Regions from separate parts of the Mus musculus genome. Here region 1 is linked to region 2. Evidence: chromatin contacts called from public HiChIP or PLAC-seq data. All regions are on one chromosome and are shown on one strand. Each heading gives the region's core, a stretch centred on a gene start, on an enhancer-like site or on the middle of the called end of the contact. The rest is flanking DNA. Distances are from core to core; before and after follow the strand shown.

The links. HiChIP or PLAC-seq counts read pairs in DNA pulled down with a chosen protein or histone mark.
Region 1: an H3K4me3 HiChIP or PLAC-seq map of bone marrow-derived macrophages shows a contact between it and region 2, with 5 times the contacts expected there. The contact joins two enhancer-like sites. A contact is called at or near these places in 1 of 484 Hi-C or Micro-C datasets (LSK cells), 2 of 115 datasets of contacts at active chromatin or transcription factors (bone marrow-derived macrophages and effector CD8 T cells) and 1 of 9 other capture datasets (liver).

The regions. Positions count from the first base shown.
Region 1 is chr10:60,815,500-60,818,423 of GRCm38.p6, reverse strand. All of the region lies in intron 1 of Unc5b (unc-5 netrin receptor B), which reads left to right. Among named protein-coding and RNA genes, the nearest start is that of Unc5b, 15 kb to the left of the region's middle. RefSeq lists an enhancer at 1,581-2,924. Within about 2 kb of position 1,358, at least 157 of the 459 cell types and tissues checked have an H3K27ac peak or open chromatin away from gene starts, as enhancers often do. A contact at or near this core is called in bone marrow-derived macrophages, where this site is marked.
Region 2 is chr10:60,572,035-60,574,877 of GRCm38.p6, reverse strand. The region is part of intron 7 of Cdh23 (cadherin 23 (otocadherin)); the gene reads left to right. Among named protein-coding and RNA genes, the nearest start is that of Gm51803, 110 kb to the left of the region's middle. Within about 2 kb of position 1,342, at least 30 of the 459 cell types and tissues checked have an H3K27ac peak or open chromatin away from gene starts, as enhancers often do. A contact at or near this core is called in bone marrow-derived macrophages, where this site is marked.

The DNA.
Region 1 (2,924 bases), core at 109-2,608, 240 kb before region 2:
CCCTTCCTTCATTCCATCAAACACTTTCCATTGTCCCCATAGCCCTGTCACCTGTAGAATTTCCTGAAGAGAGAAAGTGTTATAATGTCTGTTGGCCTCAAATGGCTAGGCACATTTTGAACATGGCATGTTCCCATGGGCACCTCGTGAATGTAAGGGGTGTTGGCAGAAGCGTGGATTCCATAGCTCATGGAGAAGGGCCCTCGCGTCCACATAAGGAAATCTGCTCCACTGTGGAACACTGGAACCCTCAGTTTGACCAGACTGGCAGCTTTTTGTCCTGTGTCCGCTCAGGTGTCCCCTCTTAGAAAGCTTAACAGCCCCATCCATCAGCACCTACCACCACCTGGAGTTCTCATGTGCCTGTACACAGAAGTTCTCTGGTTTAGCTGGCTTTCTCACTCCATGAGGGCAGAGCTGTGTCCCTTGGGAATGGCCCAGTGGCCAGAACAGTGTCCCACACAGAGTAGGCCTCAGTGAACATTTGCTCGCTAAGTGTGTCACTAAGTGTGTCACAGAAGTGTTAGCTAGAATTTGCTAGAGTTCACACGCCTGCTCCCCCCAACCCCGTCTGCATATTTAAGTCTGGCATAGACATTGGGTCTTTGCAAGGCTCCAAGAGATTCTAGCCTGTATTCCCCAACCATGAGCCCCAACAGTGGGCACACAGAGATTCCAGCAACAGTGGCTGTAGGCTGGGTGCTGGGACTTCAGTTCCTTTGTAGTTCTGTCTGCAAAGAAGGCAGAGGGCTGTGATTAGGTATACTCTGGGCCCTCCTGTCCCACCTACATTTTGTCATTCTGGAGATGTCTGTGACCTTACGGCATTCTTTTGTCCCACAGAGCAAACAGTTCCCTAGTGAGGTAACCTTGCCAAACCCTATTAGGAAACTGGTATCCTGTCCGTCTCTCCCAAATAAATGGCAAAGTGCTGTCCAGGGCCCTGTTGCCCCTCTCCTGGTGCCTGAGAGACACCAATGGCTCTGGGCTCCAGCAGTGCCGGCATCTCCTTTTTTCTGGCAACAGAGCTGAGCTGTGTTGGAACCTGTCTCTTCTCCCCTGATAGCACGCAGTTTAAATAAGATCTCCATTTACCAGAAGTTCACACCACAGCTCATGTGTTATATGAGAAGCAGCAATCTCACGTTTGCTGGTGAATGCTGTTCAGGGATGCGATTGGGGTGGTGGGGGTTGGAGTGTGTGTGTGTGGGGGGGGAAGCATCACAGAGAGGGGACGTGAGGAAGGAGGGACTCCAAGCTGTCAGCCCAGCCCCAGCGCTGGCAGTGCCAGGCTCCTCTTGGCTCGGTGTGGGGCTGCTGGGGGAGGTGCCAGGGCTCTGTGAGCTGACCTCAGGCTGCTGGAAGGCTCGGAGCCGGATGGGCGCATGATGTCACCACCACTTCCGCCTGTTGGCACTCCCAGCAATGCACTGGGTCATTTACACGTCTTCAGTCTGTTAGGAAGAGACTCTTGGTGAGGGAGATTTATTGGTTGCCTCTGCCTTCCTTAGAAGCCTTTGTTAGGAACCTAATAAGGAAGGCACTTGGTGGCTATAGAGAGACCCCCCCCCCACACTCTGAGTCTCTCCTCCCCACATCCCGGGGCCACGTAAAAGTGAATAAGCAAATTCTAGTTGCAGGGTGTCTTCCAGCCTAGGTAGGAAGTGGGTGGCATGACCCTGCTTATGCAGAAGGGGAAACTGAGGCAGTAGCAGTTTGAGCACGTTGGAAGCAAGGCTTGCAGTCTTGTGCCTGGATCCTCTGGGCTGACAGGCAGGTTGCTAACTGCATTTCTAAATGCTGCTGGAGTCTGATCTCTTCCAGAGCATTAGTTTATTACAACGACCAGGATGCTCTATGATCTGGAGGTAGATTGGTGCCTCAGTTTCCCCCAAAGTAAACCAAGAGCTGGCTTTGGCTGTCTTTCAGCAAAGTAAGGCCCTTCAGCCTTTCCTTGCAGGTTTCCAAGTAGCCACACTAAGGAGATGGGTGGTGGGGGGAAAGAAGGTCCTGTGGTCACCTCATCACAGGGTCCGTGGTCCAGGCTGATGCACCTGTAATAAATATCGAGCTGACAGTTGTTAAGCCGCATCCCTGACCTCTGAATAAATAAAAAGCTGCTTAGAATAACAGCCCCGGAAAATGCTGGAGGTTCCTGCTCACTCTCAGTTTCCCTTCCACTGGCCAAACCTGTTTGCCTGGACACCCACCCACTCCCATTGTCTCCCCTCCCCTGTGGCTCCTCAGGCCCCTGTCCATCACTTCAGCCCCAAGGGCAGCCACTGCCTGGCCTGGCTTTTGTTCACAGCTCTGTAGTCTGTCCAGAGCTCCTTGCTCCTTCAGCAGCCAGAGCAGCTAATAGGGAAACAGCTCTGCAGCTGACAGCTGAGAGACAGGCCAGCCAGGCCTCCCTGGGGCTGGGGGTGGGGCACAGAATAGATGCCCTCTGGTTCAGTCTTCAGAACCTTGCTGGCATTTCCTTCTGTGGCTCTGTCCCTGTGATATGAACCGGGCTACTGCCTCTGGCAGAGGTCACCAGGAAGTTAAAATCTGGGCCCCCAGCTGGCTCCCAGGATGCCCCAGAGCACATGGGCACCATTTGATGTTCTGTGAATATTGTATGTGAGCTATCTGTGTCTCCTGGCTTTCTCATTACAGGTAGTTCAGGTTCTCAGGAGCTGTTAGGTAGAGTCATAGAATGTCAGATGTGGAAAAGACAGACAAGAGCCGGAAAGCCCATTTTATAGCGAAGGGTACTGAAGCCTTGGGCAGTGAGCACTTCAGACTACTGTTCAAAGTTCACAGTGGCAGATCCTGGGTTTGAACAGGAACCTGAGGCCTGTGCCCTTGATCCTGACCCAAGGGAAAGGCCCAGGAGAGCCCTGGCCCGGCCAGGGAATCCATCACAGGTAAACAGTGCCCAC
Region 2 (2,843 bases), core at 93-2,592:
CTTTTCTGCACTAATTATTTATTTAATTTCGAGGGGGTTGGTGGGTGGGTGTGGGCACCCAGGAGGTGGTCAAAGGACCAATTGTGGGAACAGATTCTCTCCTTGCCCCATGGGGATTCCAGGGACTGAACTCAGGTGGGCAAGTAGCTTTGTCCATTGGTCCTTCTCACTGACCTTTACTCTCCTTTTGAGACAAGGTGAGCCCAAGGTGGCCTAAAACGAACTCTGGAACCAAGGCAGGTTCCAAACTCACAGGAATCCTCCTGCTTAAACTCCCAAGTGCTGAGATGGCAGATGTGCCCCACTCCCACACTTGGCTTTGCCTTCCTCTTCTGTTCTCAGAGGACACAAATGTTCTTGGGACACCTCCTAGGTCCAGATCCCACCAGTCTACACCTAGCCAATTGCACTTCATGGGCAATAAACCCAGCAGATACTTATAGACTTAGTTAGTTTTTATTGCTGTGCTAAGACACCATGGCCAAGACAACTTACAGTAGAAAGCATTTAATGGGGGCTTACAGTTCCATAGACTGGGTCCCTGTCCATCATGTAGGGAGCATGGCAGCAGACTGGCAGGTACTAGGACAGTAGCTGAGAGCTTACATCTAATCTATGAGCAGGAGGCAGAAAGAATGCTTATGCATAGCCTTCTAAAGCCTCAAAGACTTCCCCTGCTTGTGACACATCTCCTCCAACAGGGCCACACCTCCTAATCCTTCCCAAGCAGTTCTACCAGTTAGGGGCCAACTATTCAAATGTGTGAGGAGATGGAGATGGGGCATGGGGCATTCAAACTACCACATTAACTTTGACACAAAACACAGCCCCCACCCTACTCCGCCCCAGCCCTCCCCACCCCAGGAATCTTTCCCAATGAGTGAGATGGGTAGATCACATAACTGAAAGCAAGCTCACTAGACCCATCCTGTACCAATACAGACTGGGGCTGCAAAGGCAGGAGGTGCTTGGCCAGGCCACCAATGTCAGGAACAGAGACTGGGGAGTCAGTGTCCTAGCGTAGGGATGGGCCTTTGTCTTGTTGGCCCATGGAAAGCCCTGCTCCAGAAAGTTCTCAGTTGTTTGCAAAGCAGAATGGGATGGAAGAGACGGCAGAAGGAAGGCTGCAGACACACAAATCCCATCTTACCCACGGGAAGCCTTCACAGCTGTGCCCAGCCACCACAATCCAAACTACTCCATGAAAAACAATAGAAACAAAAAGCATCTAAATATCGAATGAAGTCCTGTTTTGACGAATGTGACAAAGTCATAAGCTGCCCAGCCAGGAAGTGACTCAGCTCCACACAGCATAGCCACGCTCTGTACCACCTTTCTGTTAGTCACTCAACTTGTCAGTTATCTAACCAGCTACTGCCACAGTGCTGTGCCTGACCAAGTGGCCCCTGTTTTACTCAAAACACCAGTTGTTCGGTTGGATTCTTTTTCCATTCATCTCTTCATTTCACTTATTTATAGACACATTCAGTGAGTTGAGCCATTTCTATGGTTCCAAGTATTTCCTCACCTGTCCACTTAGGGTTCCCAGGACCTATCCCCATGGGCAGAGCTACTGTAAATGCTCTCTGCCCTGAGCCCACTCCTCGTTAGAGGGCTAAATCTGTATCTCCCTATTTTGGAAAAGGCCCTGTGTCCCACTTCCTGCTCCCTGCACCTTTTTCCCCCCTGAGATTTTGGAAAGCATCTCCTTTGAGGCTCTCACTGCCCCCCGCCCCCATTCCCAGCCAGGGTCTGAATTTTAACCATTCTATTTTCTTTACCGATTTTATGATAAACAGCACTGTGTTTCCGATGCCTTTCCTAAGTGTGTCAGGCTGTCCCTCGAGGCACTGTGCGTCCCTCCACTCCAGGTTGCCCAATCTCATGCTCACCCCAGCTGCGTGACTCTTCCTGCCTCCCACTGGCTCCTTTCAAGTGGCCATCATATTTCTAGTCTACCCCAGATGCATAAACATTTGGGGGCAAGTGTCCATCATCTCAGACTGAATCTGGGTCATGCCGGCTGCTGAACTACCCACGAGTCAGGTCCTGAAGTCCAGCAGGACGTCTTCACTTCCCGCCTCTATCTCAGGTAGGATCTCGGCTGCCTCTAGCAACCATGCAACTGTCATCTCTCATGGAAGAAAACTCCACTGTCCCGATGTCCGAGTCCTGGACTGATCCAGGCAGTTATTACTTATGCATAAAGGAAATGATCGCATGTAAACCTCTCTGAGCCCGGTTCATGAACACAGGCATGCATTGGAAACAAAGGCTCGCAACGTAAGCCCATGTTGGCCTGGAATTTATGATCCTCCTGCCTCAGCCTTCTTAGTCCTGGGATGAGAGCTGTGTACCACCATATAGGTGCTAGGTTTTCCTTGGCTCTCCCTTTATCCCTCAGGTTCAGAAGGTCTGTCAGGCACATCTTTACTTCTCTGTAAATTCCACCTCCACCATCAGCCATTTGAACCCCCAGAGTTAAGTTAGGAACATCTGATTGGAAACGGTAGACCCCAGAGACCATTTAAGGCTTACTCTGCTGCTCCGTTGGTGATATCTGGACACTGAGGCTAGGGGACGGGTGTGGACACAGCCGCAGTCCCAAAGGTATGCTTGGACCAAGTGAATGACTAGGCTCTGGTACCTCTTGAATTTGTTTCCTATAAACTCTAGGGGCCCAGAGGGCCTGCTCAGCTTGGCCAGGCAGAGGAGAGGCCTTCTAACCAGAGAAGCTAGCAGTGCCTGGCCAGATGTGGGAAGAGCTCCATGTCCCCTTTGCCGTGCAGGCTCACAGGTCCCCGAGGGGTCCGGCGCCCTCTGAGCTGGCCCGTGTCCACTGG